Regions from separate parts of the Mus musculus genome. Here regions 1 and 2 are each linked to region 3. Evidence: chromatin contacts called from public HiChIP or PLAC-seq and promoter capture Hi-C data. All regions are on one chromosome and are shown on one strand. The core of a region is the stretch at or near the end of the contact, and the rest is flanking DNA. Distances in the headings are between cores, read along the strand shown.

Region 1 (4,203 bases), core at 666-3,165, 130 kb before region 3:
AGGAACCATATGTCCAGTGGAGGTAAATTATAGGAAGAATGTAATAAAGCGCTCGGGGCAGGGATGATTTAGGGAGGGAGGAAGAGTGCTATGTTGTTTTATACAAAGTAGTCAAGAAAGCATGCTGATGACCTGTCATCTGAGCAAAGGTTTGCAACAAAATAAAGAATGGAGTCATGCCTGTGTCTGAGGACAGAAAGTTTTCGGCAATGGTCCTGAGCAGAGTTCACACAGTGTGTTCAGGAACTTGCATTATCATAGCATACTGTCCCATTTTACAGATGAAGAAGCAGAGGCTAAGGTAAAGGAGGTTGGTGGCCTGTGGAGCCCAGAGATGGAAATCAATATGCTTCTTCAAGACAGAGACAGCCTGGCTGGAGCCCAGGGAGGAGTGGACATCCCCACATACCATCATGATCATGACCCTTCCCCTCACCTGTGAGGCAGAGGCACAGCACCCCCAGTGCTGTGCGCACACACACACCCACACTGGGGCCACCCCATCCTCGAAGCATCTTCCTGTGAGACAGCTGACAGCTGGGCTCTCCGTGGCGAATGGCTGCTCCTGCCCGTGGAAGAGGAAGAGGGGCCTTTGTCTCGAAGTTCCTCCAAAGGCCTCAGGATCATCCAAATCCAAGTGGGAAGAGGCCAGGCGGCCAGCCAGACAAAGCCGATGAGCTTGGGGTCCAGGCTGTACCAGGTCACTTTGGCTGATGGGAGAAATGGGACAGTAAAGGGGTAGACTTTAGACAGACTTAGGGTTCAACTTGAAACGTCTACTCAACTACTAAAGGTAGCCAGGAGCCACTGAGGGTTCTGGAATAAAGAAACCACATTGTCAGGGCTACTTCGATAGCATGTGCAGGGTAGATGAAAGGGGCCAGCCGAGTGATAAGGCAGGAAGAGATCACAGTGACAGTATCTGAGAGCATAGGACACGGGAAGGCAACTGTCAAGACACTTGGTTCTGAGACCTGGTTATTGGGGCAGGAAATGTGGAGCCTTTTGTCCAAGGCATGTTAGGTTAGGAGCATGTGTGCAGAAACCCCAGGACAGAGCCCTAGCTAGGAGTAGCAGAAATGTAAGGATGTGGAGTCTGGGAGAGACATCTGCTAGTTTAATACACATGTACCAAACAACCAAGGCCCAGCAGAGAAGAAAGAGACCAGGGGCAGGGCTGGGGTCAGCGTCAGGCCTCAGCAAGAGTTGGATCGCTTACAACAGACCAAGCCTAGCCCAGGGTGGTCCCAGACTCCCCTGGGTTTAGCTTGCAGGTGCCTGACTCAGGCAGGCTGCAGGCACTTCTTGTGTCTCTTGCTGTTGCCTGCTCAAGCCATGTGACCCATGTCCACCCGTCCCACCTAACAGTAATTAGCAAGAATATGAACATTTTGTATCCATGACCACCTCCAGAGATAGACCGTAGGCCTTGGTCACATTTAGCAGGAGAACCAAACAAATACATAACAATACATAACAAATACATAAACAAACCCAAACACAGGAGCTGAAAGAGCCCAATCCTTCCGAACTCCTTTTTACCTCTGATGGAGCAAATGCTGCCTACAGCCAAGCATGTGGTCTAGCCTCAGGTACACAGGGACAACCCTTCCATCCCTATCACACACTTTCTCGACCCCCCCCCCATGTCAGGCAGCTGCACAGAGGGAGTCCCTCAGCCAAACCCTGCATCCTGGCCAGCCACCCACTTCCCTGGCTGTCCACGGTTCACTGCGGGGGAAGCCCTGGGCAGCCACTTCCTTTCCAGATGCTTCCAGTCCAAAGTCTGGTGGCCTCAAAGCCTGGCTGTCTAGGTGCTGAGTCAGCAGCCCCAATTCATAGTGGCACCCTTGGGGACACCACTTCCTGCCTGACAAGGGCACCGTCAGCCTGCAGGAAAACCTAGCAGGCAGCTGCCTGTACTGCTGGCTACGTGCCACGGGAAGCTAAAGCCTACAGAGCTGCCAGCTTCTAAGGCTTCTGTCCTTGTTTACTTCTAAACAGAAGCAAAACCAGGGAGCTGGGATGTGGCCCAGCTGGCGGAGTGCTGTCCCAGCAAGTACACAGCTCCTGGTTCAACCTCTGAGCCCCTCTTAAACCAGGTGTGGTGGTACATGCCGGTAAGCTGGGCATTCCCAGACAGAAGCGGGACGATCAGGAGTTCAGGGCCATTCTTAGCTATGTAGTGAGTGAGGGCAAGGCCATCCTGGGTCACAAGAGATGCCGTCTCAAAACAAAAACAAATCCGGAGTCTGTCAGCGATTTTTGGACCCCCTCACTTGGCTGCCTAAGCCTGCCATCTAGGGCCACCAGGGACCCCTTTACTGATCCTGTAAGTCCCACATATCACCCCTACCAAACTCAATTCTCTCAGGTGCCTTCTCTTGAGACCTAAGACAGGAATCAGCTCATGTCCTCCCCTGCTTAGGAATCTCCCATGGCTCCACAATAGTTACAAGAGAAGACCTACATATCTCTACTTGTCACTGAAGGCTTTTCCTAGGATGCCTTCTCATGCTGCAAGCTATTTCCTGCTACTGGGCTTTACCCCTACCTAGAATCACTTGTGAATGTCTGTTGAATATGTGGGATCAAAGAGTCCCTCTCCTGGTCAGGCAGAGTTGAGTTTCCCAGAGCATAGCTGTTCCTCACTCCAGAAGGCCCAGGAGAGGCGTCCAGAGTGGACACTAGCCTTGTTCCCTTTGATTCTTCTCCTTCATTCTGGACTCAGGAAGCCCATCATTGTAATCCAGCCTAGACACTCCAGGGAGCCCCCACCCCCACCCCCACGAAAGACTACAGAGTGCTTTGGCCTCTTGTAGAGACACTGTAGGTAAGAGACAGCCATTCTCACTTTTGAAGCTACTGCATGCAGATTCAACCAATCCCAGAAGATTTAGGACCCAAGGACACTCTTAAGACATCACCCAATGCAGACCTAGATGGGCCAATCTTTTCCCCCTTAATCCAGGACCAGCTAAGTTTCTGTCGTGTACAACTGAAGGAACCCTTATATATATATGTAGATTCGCCTGTGCGTTGGACAATCCCTTTAATAATGCATGGAATACCTGTAGCAGAGGCCGTGGGCACAAAGGTGACTAATGTGTCTGCATGTTCTCAAATAGCAGACCCAATACAGAAGGCAGACATGCCTTTCACTAAGGTGCACTTTAAGATTCCACGAGGGCTGCTGTGTGGCATCTGAGAGCCATCATAGCCTCCGAGTGTGTCCTGAGGACCTGGAGCAGCTCTCCACGTAAGGCTGGGCAATGTGAGATTCATCTTAGCCCCATCTGCTGCCTCTCAAGCACATCTCCTTGATATGGCAGCGTATGAAAGACCAAGGCTCGAAAGCAGAAGGAACTGAATGTGATCATCAGAACTCAGGGACTACCAGGCATGGTGGTACTCGCTCCAGGACTGGGGAGGTGAACAAAGACAGATCCTTAGGTTTACTGGCAAACCAACCCAGCCTGCTTAGTGAGCTGTGGGCTAGTGAGAGAGCCAGTCTCAAAACAGAAGCAACTAAATAAAAAAACAAGGTGGACGACAATTGAGGCTCAGCAGTCAAGGTTGTCCACTGGCTTCCACAGCTAGTGCCCACCCAAGCGCGCGCGAGCACACACACACACACACACACAATGACAGAAAATGAGCCCAAGGTTTGGGGCTCTGCCACTTCACTGTACAGTCTTACTAAGGTCTCCCACAGTGGGGGGTTGCATAAGGATGACCCTCATAGATTCATACAGTCGAATACCTGGCCTCCAGTTGTTCAGGGAGGATTAGGAGGTGTGGCCCTGTTGGAAGAGGGTTGTCAGTAAGGGCAGGCTTGAAGTTTCCAAAGATTGGTGCTGTTCCCAGTGTGCTCTCTGCCTCCTGCTTGCAGCTTAAGCTGTGAGCTCTCAATTCTTCCTGCCACCATGCCTTCGCTCTGCCATCATGGACTTTAAAGCCCTGGAACTGTAAGCTCTTAAACTTAAACTCTTCCTTTTATAAGTTCCTTTGGCCGTGGTGTTTTATCACAATTTAAAAAATGATCACACCAACTTTAAAAAAAAAAAGGGAGGAGAGTGTGGGCAGCGGGGGGGGGGGGGGGGCTGGAGAGATGATGGCCCAGTGGCTAAACGCATTTGCTGCTCCTGCAAAGCACCTAGGTTCAGTTCCCAGCACCCACATGGTGGGCCACAACCATCCGCA
Region 2 (3,995 bases), core at 1,166-3,665, 150 kb after region 3:
CTTGCAGGCTGCCCCCCACCCCCACCCCAGCTATAGGTTCAGTGAGAGACTCTGTCTCAAAAAACCCAATAGGGCTGAGAGTGCTAGAGCAGGACACAGACATCTTCTTCTTGATTGGTATGTGTTTCTCATTAAATCTGATCCCCCTCCTCCAGGAAGCCTTCCCTGACTAGGTCAGGCTTAGCGAGCTTCCAGATCTCTCTTGGGGAAGATGTGATCTAGCTTCTAGTATATAGTTCATGAGTTTCTGGTTTTGTCTCTATTCCAGAGCACGAGTCTAACCTCCTAACATGGAGCCCACAAAGGTTCCCTCCTCTTCATCTGCCCCTCAGATTTTGCTGGCACAACAGTAGATAGGTATCCTCTATTAATATCCTTATATGGAGGATACAGAAAAAGCCTCAGCCTCAATAGGGGGTTATTATGGGTCTGACTTATCCAAGTGTCAAATCTATACCCAGAGTTGGCTCTATATGGATTGTGCTAATTTAGTTGAAGGTGAGTGAGGTGTTAGAGGAAGAGTCAACAGGAGGCCCCTGGCCAGCATGGGACAGTGGTTCCTAGGAAACAGAATCTTAGTCATATCCTCATCTTTACCCCGGGGTTCCCTTTATCACCAGTAGTTAACTTTCAGGGTCCCTTGCTTCTGGTAGAATTGTTCTGCTCTTTGTACACCCTTGTGGTGGTGCCCAAGCTTTTGAGATTAAGTTAGTCTTGTTCCCCCCCCCCCCCACACACACAAGGAACTTAATCCAGAGGCACAAGGGCTGCCTGGTGTCATTGATGTTCAGATTAATGGGGACTCACTCAATAAGAACCAGAAGTGGAGACATGACCAATATTTGGGTTAGTCAGGAAAAGATGCCTTGTGTGTAGTGCCTTCCTGCAGCTGGGTCACTGCAGGGTGGTTTCTGGTGATCAGAGAAATTGTAGCAAGGGAGGTCTTCATCCACCACCAGGCAGACAGGGCTCTCAGGCAGTTAAGAGCACTCCTCAAGGAGACCCAAGGACACTGAGAGATCGTGCCTCCCAGCATCTGTGCAGGGAACTGTCAGCTCAGAACTGCTCAAAAGTAGAAATGCCAGCTCCGGGTGATGTCATCACCCTAGACATCCCCACCCCCCATGCGAAGTTCTGTGGTCCAGTGGATAGAGCAGAAAAGGCCCACCACCCAAACCCTGCTGCCTTCCAAATCCCTACTCGGGATGTGTGTGTGGACACAAGCGGGCTAAGATTTCAAATGTAAACTTCATGCTATTCCTCAGAGTAGAGGACCCCTTTGCCTTCCTGCCCACGGGTCTGTTTCTCTACTGACACAGACTCCAACCTTCTCTGGCCAGTTCTCCCTCTGAACCGCCCCTTCACCTTTTTGTGAGCTAATGTTGGGTGTTGGGCTGTACTAAAGTGTGGATACCTAAGCTATACCTTAGGCTTGGGATTTGCCCTTAAATCGAGAATGTAATACAGGGAGCGAGAAGACGCCCAGGTGCATTAAGAGAGGGATCAAATGGGGGCTGGGGCGGTTAAAGAGTGTGTCTGGGTGGAGATGGAAGCCTCTAACGCTGGTGCACACAGATGTCTCGACTGAATGGAAGCACAAGGCGAGGGAGTCAAAGCCTTCCCCAGAGTGTCAGGTCGCCAGAGGAGCCTGCCCATAGCCTTCTGGAAGCAGCCCGTTGGTCTTGGGAACCCCACATCGAATTGCTCCGGGAAAGGCGCTGGGGAGTGGGTGGTGGGAAGTCCGGCGCTGGGATCCCGCATCTGTGACTGCTACTGTCGGCGCATTTCTTCGAAGTCTTACCTCGCAGAAGTGGGTCCACCCGCGCGCCCAGTGAGCGCCTGGAGAGTTTCCCGCAAGCCCTCCTCGCCGCGCCGGGGAAGACCCACGCGGGATTCGCCCCCCGCCCCTGGCTCAGGAAAACCCTGGGAGCCGCCCGGACTCGAAGCGTTTTCCGGAAACCCCCTCTCCAGGCGAGTTGCGGGAAAGCAGCCGCTCCGCAGCCTTACGACCGGCACGCCTCCCCGGAGGAGGGTCGGAGACCCTAGCGTGGAGACAGCGGGCTAGGCAAGGAAAGCCCGAAGCTCGCGGGAGAGACTGGGAAACCCCGCCCCCAAATCTTGAGCCCCAGCGGGAGCTCTCAGTCCGTGGCCAGCAGGAATCATTACGCGCACAGGAGTAAGGACACCTCCTACCTCAGTCCCTAAGGTCTGGCGAGGTTCCGCCCTGCGCCCCTCGCGGGGCCCGGCCCCCTCCGCCCCCCTCTATGTCTGGGCTGGGACGCCGCTGCCCCTTTAAGAAGCCCAGGTAGGCAGGCCGGGCTGCAGAAGCCGCTCCTATGGCAACCCGCGAGCTGCGGCGGCTTCATGAATATTCCGGGGCGCGGGAGCCCGAGCGCTGCCGGAGGGCGCTCCGGGAGAGGCGGAGGCTGATGTAAGCCCGGCGGGCCGCTGGGCTCCGCTCCGCTGCGGCGGGAGTCCCCAGGACTCGGCCGGCTGGGCTCAGCTAGAGGAGGCAAAGCGAGAACCCGGGTGACCAGCTGCAAAGCCCGGGCGGTCACACGCGCTGACAGCCCCAGACACCCGCCGGACGCACTCCCGGGAACCGCGCGGGCAGTGCGCTCTGCGCTCGGGAGCGGTTCCCGGAGCGCGGTGGCCGCAGCGCCGCCGCTGCCCGCGCCCATTGTTCCCCGCGGGGGCGGGGCGCCTGGAGCCGGGCCGCGCGCCGCGCCCCTGATCGCAGGAGGGAGGGAAAAGAGGGAGGGAGCGTGGGGTCCCCGCGCCCAAGCCGGGCCCGGGAGGAGGTGCAGCGCGGCGAACCCGGGGACCTGCAGCCGGACTAGGAGCCTCCCCTCGGCGCGCAGCCCGCGCGATCATGGGCTCGTGAGGCAGCGAAGGACGCGTCCTCACTGGCAGGCGCACCTGGAGCGGGTCCCCCGTGCCGCACCCGCACCGCTGCCCCCGGCCCAATCCCTGGCACCATGGACAAGCTGCCGCCGTCCATGCGCAAGCGGCTCTACAGCCTTCCGCAGCAGGTGGGGGCCAAGGCGTGGATCATGGACGAGGAAGAGGATGGTGAGGAAGAAGGGGCCGGGGGCCGCCAGGACCCCAGCCGAAGGAGCATCCGGCTGCGGCCGCTGCCCTCGCCCTCTCCCTCGGTGGCTGCGGGCTGCTCGGAGTCCCGGGGTGCGGCCCTCGGGGCGACAGAGAGCGAGGGGCCGGGCCGCAGCGCCGGCAAGTCCAGCACCAACGGTGACTGCAGGCGCTTCCGCGGGAGTCTGGCCTCGCTGGGCAGCCGGGGCGGCGGCAGTGGTGGAGCAGGGGGCGGCAGCAGTCTCGGGCACCTGCATGACTCCGCGGAGGAACGGCGGCTCATCGCCGCTGAGGGCGATGCGTCCCCCGGCGAGGACAGGACGCCCCCGGGCCTGGCGACCGAACCCGAGCGCCCGGCCACCGCGGCACAACCCGCAGCCTCGCCGCCGCCCCAGCAGCCGCCGCAGCCGGCCTCTGCCTCCTGCGAGCAGCCCTCGGCGGACACCGCTATCAAAGTGGAGGGAGGCGCGGCCGCCAGCGACCAGATCCTCCCCGAGGCCGAGGTGCGCCTGGGCCAGAGCGGCTTCATGCAGCGCCAGTTCGGTGCCATGCTGCAACCTGGGGTCAACAAATTCTCCCTAAGGATGTTCGGCAGCCAGAAAGCGGTGGAGCGCGAGCAGGAGAGGGTTAAGTCAGCAGGGTTTTGGATTATCCACCCCTACAGTGACTTCAGGTAAGAGGCCAGGTTGGGGATGCCAGTGGATGCCTTGTGTAGTTGCAGGCTCTCTTCCCAGTCCAGCCTCCCAGCCCGAGTTAACTTTACTTCCTTGCGCTGGGAGCTCCAAGAGAAGTGGGATGCCTGGAGCGTCCCAGAAACCCCCGGACCTCCTGCAGTACACTGGGAACTTCCTCAGTCTTCAGGCTCCTGTTTTCTCTCCTCCAGGGTCTGGGCCACTTTGGAGGCA
Region 3 (3,863 bases), core at 427-2,926:
GTGGCTGCTGGCCAGCAAGGCTTTACCATGGACACTGAAATCAGAACTTTAGACAGTCCTTCACATCTCACAATATATTATTCCTTTCTCAATGCTTTTTTAACCATTCAAAAATGTATAAATTAGGGGCTAACAATTAGGGGCTGCCTAACAATTTGATCCTTAGATCCACATAAAAAGCTAGGTGCGAGGATATAGTATAATCCTAGTGCTAGTGGGTGACAGGCAGGAGGACTCCTGGGCTGGCTGGCCAGCAGTCTAGCCTAATCAGCAAAACCAGGTCCCAGGAAGCTATGCTGCCTCAAAACTGAAGTGGATGGCTCCTAAGGAGTAACACTGAAAGCTGACCACTGGCTTCTAATTGCAAACGTGCACCCATACATTGAAGCACACCCACACCAATGCATGCATACTGCATACAAACAGGAAGAGCAAAGCTACTCACAGCCCATTGTTAGTCGTAACCCCTAGACTCACCCTCAACTAAACTCTGTTCTTGTGCCTGCAAGCATGCTTTTCATATGTATCCTGTCTCTTGTATGCCTCATAGATCAAGAACTTGATCAAATCCGGGCTCATCTTTCCTTGGATTTTGCTAGACCACAATGCGTGACTCTACCACACATAAGTGTGTCCTGTCCTATGCGTGTGAATTTAGCAGTTAGGATAAGCACTGCCTACACTCATTAATTCACTAGAAGTTGCAAAACAAACAAACAAAAAAACCTGAATTTTTGTTCCTTGTTTATTTATGAACTTGAGTATCTATGGAGGACTTCCAGCCTAGCATGGTGGCCCACATCCATCATTCCCATAGGTCTTTCAGTTTGCAGTTTCACTTACTTGGTTTTAAAGGGAAACTAGGAGAAAAGCCATCGCGTCATTTCTGCCTAAGAGGACTAAGATGGTCACAAACTCTACCCATGTTATAAACAACTTCAGACTGAACAACTTCTAGAAGCATCGTGGACACACACAGAGAAGCAAGCAAGTGCAGGAGAATTGTGGGAGCTGGGGAAAGGGACACAAGCAGGGTGTGCCTCTGATCACTGAGGCTTTGTGCTTGGAATCAATTTCCAGACTGAAGCCAGGCATGCTGGTACACATCCTGAATCCCAGCATGTGGGAGGAAGGAAGACCAGAGTTCATGGTCATTCTTGGCTACTTAGCACCTTTAAGGCTAGCCTGGGCTACATACAATTCTATCTAAACCTTAAAAAAAGATTTATAGATTTTTATGTGTATGTGTGTTTTGCCTGCTTGTATGTATGTGTATCATGTGTCATGTCTGGTGCCTAGAGGTCAAAGGAGGGTGTGTCAGATCCCCTGGAACTGGAGTTAGGGTTGATTGTGAGCCGCCATATGGGTCTGGGAATCAAACCAAGATTCTCTGTGAGAGAAACAAGTGTCCTAAACTCCTGAGTCATCTCTCTACCCTCCCCCATCTCAAAAACCTTTACAAATTAAAAAAGGAATCCAGACTGACAAAGAGAAGGAACCTACTGAGCTCAATGAGTTGAGAAGAAGGAGATGGGGAAAAGCAGATGTGGCTGGAGCTGGTTACAGGATGGCTGGAAGCAGACTGCTCTTTGGCACAGTTTCAGAAACCTGCCTCAAGGATCCCGAGACCTCTGGCTGACCTGCAGTCTCGGCACTGAAGAGATGACGCCACCCCTGGTCAAGAGTAACCTCTGGAATGAGAAACTGCACCAGGGAGACAGCCCAGCAGTCCCAGGATACCACAGGCGAGAACACTTTCTGCAGCTAGAGTTGAAAGCCTTCCCTGGATGCAGAGGCTGCTCAGGACACGGCACACCTCAGAATTCTGTGGAATCGACTGCAGGGTAAAGGCCGCTCTACCTGACCCTAGAGAGAGTCAAAACAAGTTTCCAAAGGGCCAAACTGATGGTAAGTACATAACTTGTTTCAAATCCCCAAAACTCTTTTAAGGGGCATAAAAAGAACTAGTGCTTCACAACGTAAGAATCACGTCTGACCAGAAATCGCCCGAGTATGAGATGTTAGAAAGCTCAGCAGGCTAACAACAGTTATTCAGCCTCAAGCAAAACGAGTCAGTAACAAACTGGAATTGCAGTGCCGACAGGCAGGGAAGGAGAGAGAGAAAGCTACCTGTGCTCGAGCACTGAAGAACAAGAAGACAAATCTAAAAACTAAAAAGCCGATACAAGAGTATGAGAATAAGAAGACCTAAACTGGTGTTTTTTCTGGCCTCCCACTTGGGAAAGGTTACCTCTCAGGACAAAATAGGTGTTCTTTATATTGATGGTGGGGGTGGGGGACACCCAGATGACTTTTAGTAGATGTAGGTTAGACCTCATTAAAGAGAAGCTGCCCATATCTTCACCAAAGCGTACACTGTCACTTAAAAGACAAGTGGAAGGTCCTGGGTAGAAGGAAAAGTAGGTGGTGCAGTGTGGGTGAAGGCAGAGAGACAAGACGACAAATGCGACTGAGGAAATGCAGGGCACCCTACACATGGCTGTAGGATCATGGGCAGGTTCAACCGAGAAACACGGTTTCTCAAAAAGGTCTTCACACTATGCTAAAAAGTTTTTGCTAGGCTGGGCAGTGGTGGCGCACGCCTTTAATCCCAGCACTCGGGAGACAGAGGCAGGTGGATTTCTGAGTTCGAGGCCAGCCTGGTCTACAGAGTGAGTTCTAGAACAGCCAGGGCTACACAGAGAAACCCTGTCTCGAAAAACAAAAACAACAACAAAACAGTTTTAGCTATCAAAATAATATCATTTTCTACCTTCTGGCAATGTGAGTTTGAAATACTAAGCTCGTTGGCCTAAATTAGTTGGTCTTTAGCTCTAAAAATTAATTCAAGCAGAACTAGTCAGTGCTCCTCAGAGCCACCCCAGCACATAGAACCATGTGTCCCTCTGTGCCAAAGGAGAAAGTGCAGAGCCTATGCAGTGCTCAGATGCACTGGACCAAAGGCTTCTTTTCACAACAAAGTGGGCATCTGTTAGCTCTGTCTGGGTAGCAGGTACTCTTCTCTATGGAAACATCTTCATTTTCCTTTGAAAAACTAGCTGACCCCATTCACAGGATCCAGACAAGGCTGGCCTCTTACCTGCCCTTGCTCCAGAGGTGGACAGGTGACTGTCAGCGTATGTACCTGCTTCTGACCTCTGCGCTGTGTGCTATGGGTGTGCATGAGTGTGCACATAAGCCAGTAAAGCCTGTATACATGCTGGAAGGAATGCTCTTTCCATTAGCATTGTTTGTCTGGAAGGTAAGTAAGTCGCTGGGACCCCTCTGGAGCACAGAATGCAGAGCTGGGAGACAGGGGCAGCCAGTGATGGTGTGCGAGCCCCTGGGCCCACTGCACTGACGCCCTCCCCCATTTCTGTGCAATTTTGTGAGGCAGTGGGTCTTACTCATTTACAAGAACAGAAGATGGGCTCATATTACTTGCAACCTGGTTTCTACTTTAAGACAATAGCTAAGCTATTCACTTTCACTGTTCAAATATCCATCCAAATTTCCCTGCCCAATTGCTACAGCATTTTCAAAATTCCACCTCTCCCTATTTAATAATCTAGCAATTGATGTTTAAAAATCGTACTCAAGCTGTGGCAGCAACAGAGCTGACCACTCGCCCCTTCCCTCTCACACACAGCACATCTGTCTCGGCTTCTGCGACTCCTTTGCTACCTCACTCAGTGCTGTCTTTACCACACCTCAGGCTCAGTCACCTTTAAATAGCAGGTCTCCAGCACAGAGCTTTCTAAGACTTTCAAAGAAGCTGGGGGCTATTGGCAAAGAGCAAGGGCTGATGGGATGGACAGCCGGCTTGAGTGGCTCAGATCCTTTCAGCTCCAATCACTACAGCC

The links. HiChIP or PLAC-seq counts read pairs in DNA pulled down with a chosen protein or histone mark. Capture Hi-C pulls out chosen DNA fragments and counts their contacts.
Region 1: a contact with region 3 is called in a promoter capture Hi-C map of adipose tissue. The contact joins two enhancer-like sites. A contact is called at or near these places in 1 of 15 datasets of contacts at CTCF or cohesin (large pre-B cells), 25 of 484 Hi-C or Micro-C datasets (3T3-L1-derived adipocytes, B cells, B-cell progenitors and 14 more), 7 of 115 datasets of contacts at active chromatin or transcription factors (T-cell acute lymphoblastic leukemia, bone marrow-derived macrophages, embryonic fibroblasts and 3 more) and 4 of 9 other capture datasets (adipose tissue, embryonic stem cells, liver and 1 more).
Region 2: a contact with region 3 is called in an H3K4me3 HiChIP or PLAC-seq map of embryonic stem cells, with 21 read pairs. The contact joins the promoter of Hcn4 here to the enhancer-like site in region 3. A contact is called at or near these places in 6 of 39 promoter capture datasets (the 3T3-L1 cell line, embryonic stem cells, neural stem cells and 1 more), 6 of 484 Hi-C or Micro-C datasets (the C2C12 cell line, adipose-derived mesenchymal stem cells, cortical neurons and 3 more), 14 of 115 datasets of contacts at active chromatin or transcription factors (VIP interneurons, cardiomyocytes, craniofacial prominence and 8 more) and 1 of 9 other capture datasets (adipose tissue).

Annotation. Positions count from the first base shown.
Region 1 is chr9:58,540,231-58,544,433 of GRCm38.p6, forward strand. It overlaps Cd276 (CD276 antigen), which reads right to left. Exons shown (of 8, transcript NM_133983.4): 2 at 437-710. The coding sequence starts at 515. Among named protein-coding and RNA genes, the nearest start is that of Cd276, 13 kb to the right of the region's middle. Within about 2 kb of position 1,916, at least 158 of the 459 cell types and tissues checked have an H3K27ac peak or open chromatin away from gene starts, as enhancers often do. A contact at or near this core is called in adipose tissue, where this site is marked.
Region 2 is chr9:58,820,534-58,824,528 of GRCm38.p6, forward strand. Hcn4 (hyperpolarization-activated, cyclic nucleotide-gated K+ 4) reads left to right here and starts at 2,416. Exons shown (of 8, transcript NM_001081192.3): 1 at 2,416-3,763. The coding sequence starts at 2,979. It also overlaps a transcript of Rec114 not described here.
Region 3 is chr9:58,671,110-58,674,972 of GRCm38.p6, forward strand. All of the region lies in intron 2 of Rec114 (REC114 meiotic recombination protein), which reads right to left. Among named protein-coding and RNA genes, the nearest start is that of Rec114, 69 kb to the right of the region's middle. Within about 2 kb of position 1,677, at least 26 of the 459 cell types and tissues checked have an H3K27ac peak or open chromatin away from gene starts, as enhancers often do. A contact at or near this core is called in the C2C12 cell line, adipose tissue and embryonic stem cells, where this site is marked.